2 separate regions of the Rattus norvegicus genome follow, and region 1 is linked to region 2. Evidence: chromatin contacts called from public Hi-C data. All regions are on one chromosome and are shown on one strand. The core of a region is the stretch at or near the end of the contact, and the rest is flanking DNA. Distances in the headings are between cores, read along the strand shown.

The links. A called contact is a pair of places that touch in the nucleus more often than the background predicts.
Region 1: a contact with region 2 is called in a Hi-C map of mammary epithelial cells, with 2.5 times the contacts expected there. The contact joins the promoter of Naxe here to the promoter of Nes in region 2. A contact is called at or near these places in 3 of 12 Hi-C or Micro-C datasets (frontal cortex, kidney and mammary epithelial cells) and 1 of 1 datasets of contacts at active chromatin or transcription factors (oligodendrocytes).

The regions. Positions count from the first base shown.
Region 1 is chr2:175,817,637-175,820,594 of GRCr8, forward strand. Naxe (NAD(P)HX epimerase) reads right to left here and starts at 1,253. Exons shown (of 6, transcript NM_001399227.1): 1 at 1,058-1,253; 2 at 861-969; 3 at 647-757; 4 at 450-563. The coding sequence starts at 1,221. Ttc24 (tetratricopeptide repeat domain 24) reads right to left here. Exons shown (of 9, transcript XM_063282716.1): 9 at 1,285-1,454. The coding sequence ends at 1,418.
Region 2 is chr2:175,735,114-175,738,003 of GRCr8, forward strand. It overlaps Nes (nestin), which reads left to right and starts at 1,475. Exons shown (of 4, transcript NM_001308239.1): 1 at 1,475-2,387. The coding sequence starts at 1,602.

The sequences.
Region 1 (2,958 bases), core at 3-2,502, 82 kb after region 2:
ATACTTTCTGTTCTGAGCACCTGCCTGTCAGTGGTGAGAGGCTGACTGCCAGTTTCAGGCTTCCTGAGACTGGAAGCCAGGAGGGACTAGTTCTGCATGTTAGTATTGTCATCCATAGAATGTTTTTTGAAAAAGTTTTGGTTTCCCACCATCTATGCATGCATGCATGCATGCATTTATAGAAAAGGTTCAGGATGAGGCCCTGGGGGCCAGAATACTGTTTGATGCACGTTGCAGGGTGTGTGTGTGTGTGTGTCTCGCTACAGAATGGGAGTGACTGGAGTTGCTAGTGTTGGAAAGTCGTGGCGCACACACAATATGGAGAAGCATCTACACTTCTATTTAGAGAGCAGTTTTTAGGACAGAAACTAAACAGGCCTGCTTCGTCTGAAACATGAGGGGAAAGGCAGGGGCAGTACTTACTGGAGATGAGGCATCAACCCACATACCTCTGGGGGCATTTCACCAAGGAAAGGGATGTCCATTTTCTGACACTGAGTCACTAGCCCAGTGAAGAGTGGTTTGTTAGGTCTTTTGGGGTAATAGATAGTTGGCTGGTAACCCTAGTTGAAAAGGAAAACAGCCATTCAATCTCCGGTTCCAGAATCCTTATACCTTGCCACAAAAACTCAGTTCATATACTCACAAAAAGTTTGAGGTGTCGCGCACAGACCAGCCCATCCCCTCCGTTATTTCCGGGGCCACAGATGACCAAGACAGTCGGGGGACTCTTGGACATAGACGTGGGGGGATAAGCCTGAAGGCAGAAGTGCAAAGGGTCGGGCAGTCATCGCTATGTGCTCCACCGCCCGGGACTTCCCCACCTGCTCCTCACAAAGGCTTCTCGTTGTGCCACGTACCTTGGCAATGGCCGTGGCACAGCTCAACCCGGCCAGCTCCATGAGTTGATCCACGCTGAACTGGTATTCGTTAAAAAGCTCCTCGTCCACGGCCTGAGCCTCCTCCTGGCTGAGGGAAGTCCTGGCCTGAGTCCGCCGCTGGGGTGCTGGGGCCGCGGCCTGCCCCGCCCCGCCCCCGCGGGAGAGCGCGGCCGTACCTCAGGTACTTCACCGCCGCACTCGCCATGGTCTCCGAGCTCCGGTGCTGCGTTCCCCACCAAATGGGCCCTGCACGGCACACACTCTGCCGGCTTGCGATCCGTGGCAGGCGCGAGCCTGCAACTAGCAGCCCCAACCCCAGCAGCGTCCGCAGCCCGGACATTCGACACACAGAGCGTCGCCTGCACAGCGCATGCCCAGGCCCGTCCCGCCCCAGCGCCTTTTGCCAGGAACCGTCGGTTCCCAGTCCCAGACTATCACACGTTCCGCGCACCTTCGTTCCGGCCTGCGTTCTCACCTTTCCCCAACGTTGCAGAGTTCCAGATGTGCTTCACTCCCTCTGTGGTCCTGGCTGGCCTCTATCTCGAAGCAGCTCTATTGCCTTCAGCGTCCTTGCTGAGAGGTGGGAATTGCACACATGTATCGTGCCCAGCTTTTTTAATTATAAAAGAATTATTATCTCTTCTAGGGAATATCTTTGACCTCCCGCTACCCCTGCTTTTGTTTGTTTTTAATATTTAAAATTGTTGGAGGGAGGAGGCATGCACGTGCCCTGTTGCACATACAGAGGTCAGAGGACAATTTCTGTGCGTCCTGTCTCTCTTCTACACTGTAAGATCTGAGGATCAATCACAGGTTGTCAAGCTTGGTGCTCAGTGCCCTTACCCTCTAAGTCATTTTGTGGGCCTCTGCCCTGTCTATTTTACTTATTTGATGTATAGAATTTGTAAGGCTGCGATAGTGGCAGGAACTTTAGATTGCTCGTGTAGTTGTGCTTTGAGTCCGAGGTTCCATGGTCTTACCCAGGACCTCACTAGCTTTATTTTCTGATTTCACTAGCATGTGAGTGACTTCACCTTTGCAAGTTACTCAAGACTTCTTACGCATTTTCTGGAAAATATTTATTTAGTTTACTTTTGGTTTTGTTCTTGATTGTTTCAGAGTGTGGGTATGTGCACATGACCTCAGGTACCTCAGGAACCAGAGGTGTCAGATTCCCTGTGGCCTAGGCTGCCCTGGATCTTATGTTGCCAAAGATGGCTTTACATCCCTGATCCTCCCTCCTGTTGAGATCCCGGGTCTGGGCCACTGTGGCTGGCTTTATTTAAGTTTAGTGATTCTGAAGATTCATTTTTAAAACACAATGTGAAACATGTTTATTTAGCATAGATATGTTAAACACTTAAACATGCCAGATGCTAACATGAACCATCACCTCATCTCATAGCATCGCTATTATTCCTGTTTCAAAGAGGAAACAAAACAAAACAAAACAAAACAAAAGAGCTGCCCAGTGCCCAGTGACAGGCTGGCCTTACAGCCTTCTGCAACTTATCCTGGTACAGAAAGATAATAATGACTTATCCTGCTTGGCTTCATTCTGATGGGAGTAACTATAGAGCAATTCCAAAAACATCCCATCCACAGAACTCAGGAGACAACCGATAAGAGCTGTCTCCAGGAAGGCCGCCTCTGAGCACCAATCCCCTTTGTTGCCGCCTGGCAGCCTTTTAGGTTTTCCTTGAGGAGTGGTTCCAAGTCCAAGCGAGAGTCACATGGATTGAGTCCCTGCTGAGTCCCAGAGATTTTGCATCTAGATTCCATTTTAATTCTGCCAAACCCATAATGTGTTTGTAGCCTATCATAGATAAGACTACTCGATCAGATAAATGGGTAAGGCAATGTGGTTGGTTAGGGGCCTGATGCAATCACAACATTCATGGGTGGCACACACCATCATTTGCACCTCAAAACCCATCCCTCCTTTCCTAGCAAATCCTGATATTCACGTTTGCGTGGCCGCACAGCAAAACCGAATATTTTCTACTCTCTTTCCAGCCGGTAAGAATGACCATGCAATTAAATGTTGACCACTTATGAACAGAAATGATATGGATAG
Region 2 (2,890 bases), core at 225-2,724:
ATGTAATCCTGGCTGGCCTGGAACTCATTTGCTATGTAGAGGCTGGCCTTAAACTCAGAGATTGGCATTATTCTGTCTCTTGAGTGCTGGGATTAAAGGAATTAAACTGGCCTCACTGAACGAGGTTTGATGACACTCAAGTTATCGACTCAAACAGCTATTTAAAAGAATTTAGATTTATTACTGTTGTTATTGTTGTTAGTCTGTGTGTGTGTGTGTGCGCGCGCGCGCAGGTGCACCATGCTACAGTATGCCATGTGCGAGTCAGTTCTCTCCTCACTATGTGGGTCCTGAACATCATGGGAGGGAGCTTGGCAACAGGCAGGCCTACCGGCACTGGAGCAGCGACTCAGAGCTCACATCTCAATCCACTAGCACAAAGGCAGAGAAAGGAGCTACTGCAACCTCTCTCAAAGCCTACCCCCAGTGATACACCTCCTCCAACAAGGCCATTCCTCCCAATCCTTCTAAAATAGGTTCTCCAACTGGGGACCAAGCATTCAAACATTTAAGCCTAAGGGTCCCTTGTACAAAGTCCACAACTTCATTTCTTTCTTCGCCAGACTGCATCGTTAGCCACCAGGGGGCTCCCCTGAGAGCCGCGTAGCTTTCTAACTGAGTAAACTGCAAGAGTGTACGAACAACAAAGGAGAAAAACTTTCTTGAACGTATGACGTCCCTTGCCATTTTCCTTTTCCTGATGCGGGATGAGGAGGGGGAGGACGTCCCTCTGCGGGTACGAACTGTGCATTGTGTCTGTTAACATCAACTGGGCTGGCTGGGCAGGGGTGTTGGCACAGACCTTTAATCCCAGCACTAGGGAGGCTAAAGCAGGAGCATCTCTATGATTTCGAGACCAGCCTGATTCACATAGCGATACCAACCATCTGAAGAAAGGGGTGGGGGGTGTTTACTGCCCAGGCTGGCCTTAATCCTTCTTCGGGCTTCGGAGCTCAGGAAAACCCAGTACCAGTGGGTTTTTCTTGCTTCGGGCAGTGTCTCTCTGCAATGTTGCCTCCCTGGGGACAGGTGGTGGTGGTGGTGGTGGTGGTGGTGGTGGTGGTGGTGGTGGTGGTGGTGGTGGTGGTGTGTGAATATTTACTGTTTTACACAAAACACTGCACCGTCCGTTTTTCCAACAGTTCATGAGGATTCCAACACCAAGCCATTCTATAAATAAGAAGCCGAGTCTCAGAGAATTTGAGTGTGTAGAGAAAGGAGGTCCGCAGGCCCAGTTCTGTGCATCATAGGGTGTTCCGGGGTGTCTGGCTGTATCTCAAGATTCTCTCAGAAAATCACCCGCACCGGACCGGATCCCTCAGGGAGGGGCTGCACTTTGGTTCTTCTCTTCTGCACCCGGATGAAGCAGGAACCCCGGTTGCGTGTTGCACTGAACGCTAAAGGGTTAAGGCCTGGGGGGCCGCCCCTTTTCCGCCCAGCCGGCGGGAGTATGAATACCCTCGCTCCAGCTCCCTGCTGGAGTTCTCCGCTTCCGCTGGGTCACTGTCGCCGCTACTTCTTTTCAACCCCTAAAAGCTCCACGGGCCACTCCCTTCTCTAGTGCTCCACGTCCGCTTGCCCTCGGGGGCCAGACCAGCGACATGGAGGGTTGCGTCGGGGAAGAATCTTTTCAGATGTGGGAGCTCAATCGACGCCTGGAGGCCTACCTGACCCGGGTCAAGACGCTAGAAGAGCAAAACCAGCTGCTCAGCGCCGAGCTTGGGGGACTCCGGGCGCAGTCCGGAGACACCTCCTGGAGAGCCCGAGCCGATGACGAGCTGGCATCCCTGCGGATCCTCGTCGATCAGCGCTGGCGGGAGAAGCTCGAGGCTGAGGTGCAGCGCGACAACCTTGCGGAAGAGCTGGAGAGCGTGGCGGGCCGGTGCCAGCAGGTGCGGCTTGCTCGGGAGCGGACCGTCCAGGAGGCCGCCTGCAGCCGGCGCGCACTCGAGGCGGAGAAGAATGCGCGGGGCTGGCTGAGCACCCAGGCGGCCGAGCTGGAGCGGGAGTTAGAGGCTCTGCGAGCCGCGCACGAGGAGGAGCGCGCACACCTGAACGCCCAGGCCGCCTGTGCGCCTCGCCGGCCCCCCGCACCGCCCCACGGATCCCCGGTCCGGGCCCCCGAAGTCGAGGATCTGGCCAGGCGACTAGGCGAAGTGTGGCGCGGGGCGGTGCGTGACTACCAGGAGCGCGTGGCTCACATGGAAAGCTCGCTGGGTCAGGCACGCGAGCGGCTGAGCCAAGCCGTGCGGGGCGCTCGGGAGTGTCGCTTAGAGGTGCAACAGCTGCAGGCTGATCGCGACAGCCTCCAGGAGCGCAGAGAAGCGCTGGAACAGAGATTGGAAGGCCGCTGGCAGGACCGGCTGCAGGCCACTGATAAGTTCCAGGTGAGGAGGGTCACCAACTTCCTCCCCGACTACCCGCCCCCACACAGACCCGTAAGACCAAGCCCTAGGAAGTACTTAGGATGGCAAGAGACCTTCAGGAAGGGGCTGGAGGAAAGGGCGACTGTATTCATGAGTCCCTGCCCAGAGCAAGCACAGGCCCTAAACTTTCCTGTCCAAGCAGGATGGGCGGATGGAATTCTGAGACCTCCTTAGCAGAGCCCGCTTAAAGGACGACAGGCCAATTCCCACTGTAGCAGCTCCTCACTCTTTGAAGGGCAATTTCACTCTAGGATGATTCCCTGCGCCCTTCCCTTTGCTGTTGTCAATCAGAAGGTGCCCAGCACATGCTCCCTCAGCACCAGAAGGTCCCTAGCAACCATAGTGAAGGAAGGCGGGGTGAGCCACCGCCGACCACCAGCCCCTCTCTGTGTCAAGGCTTCTCAGCTCCCTGAAGCACATTCCAAAGGCCTGGGGCACCCTCCCCCTTATACTGCACAGATGTA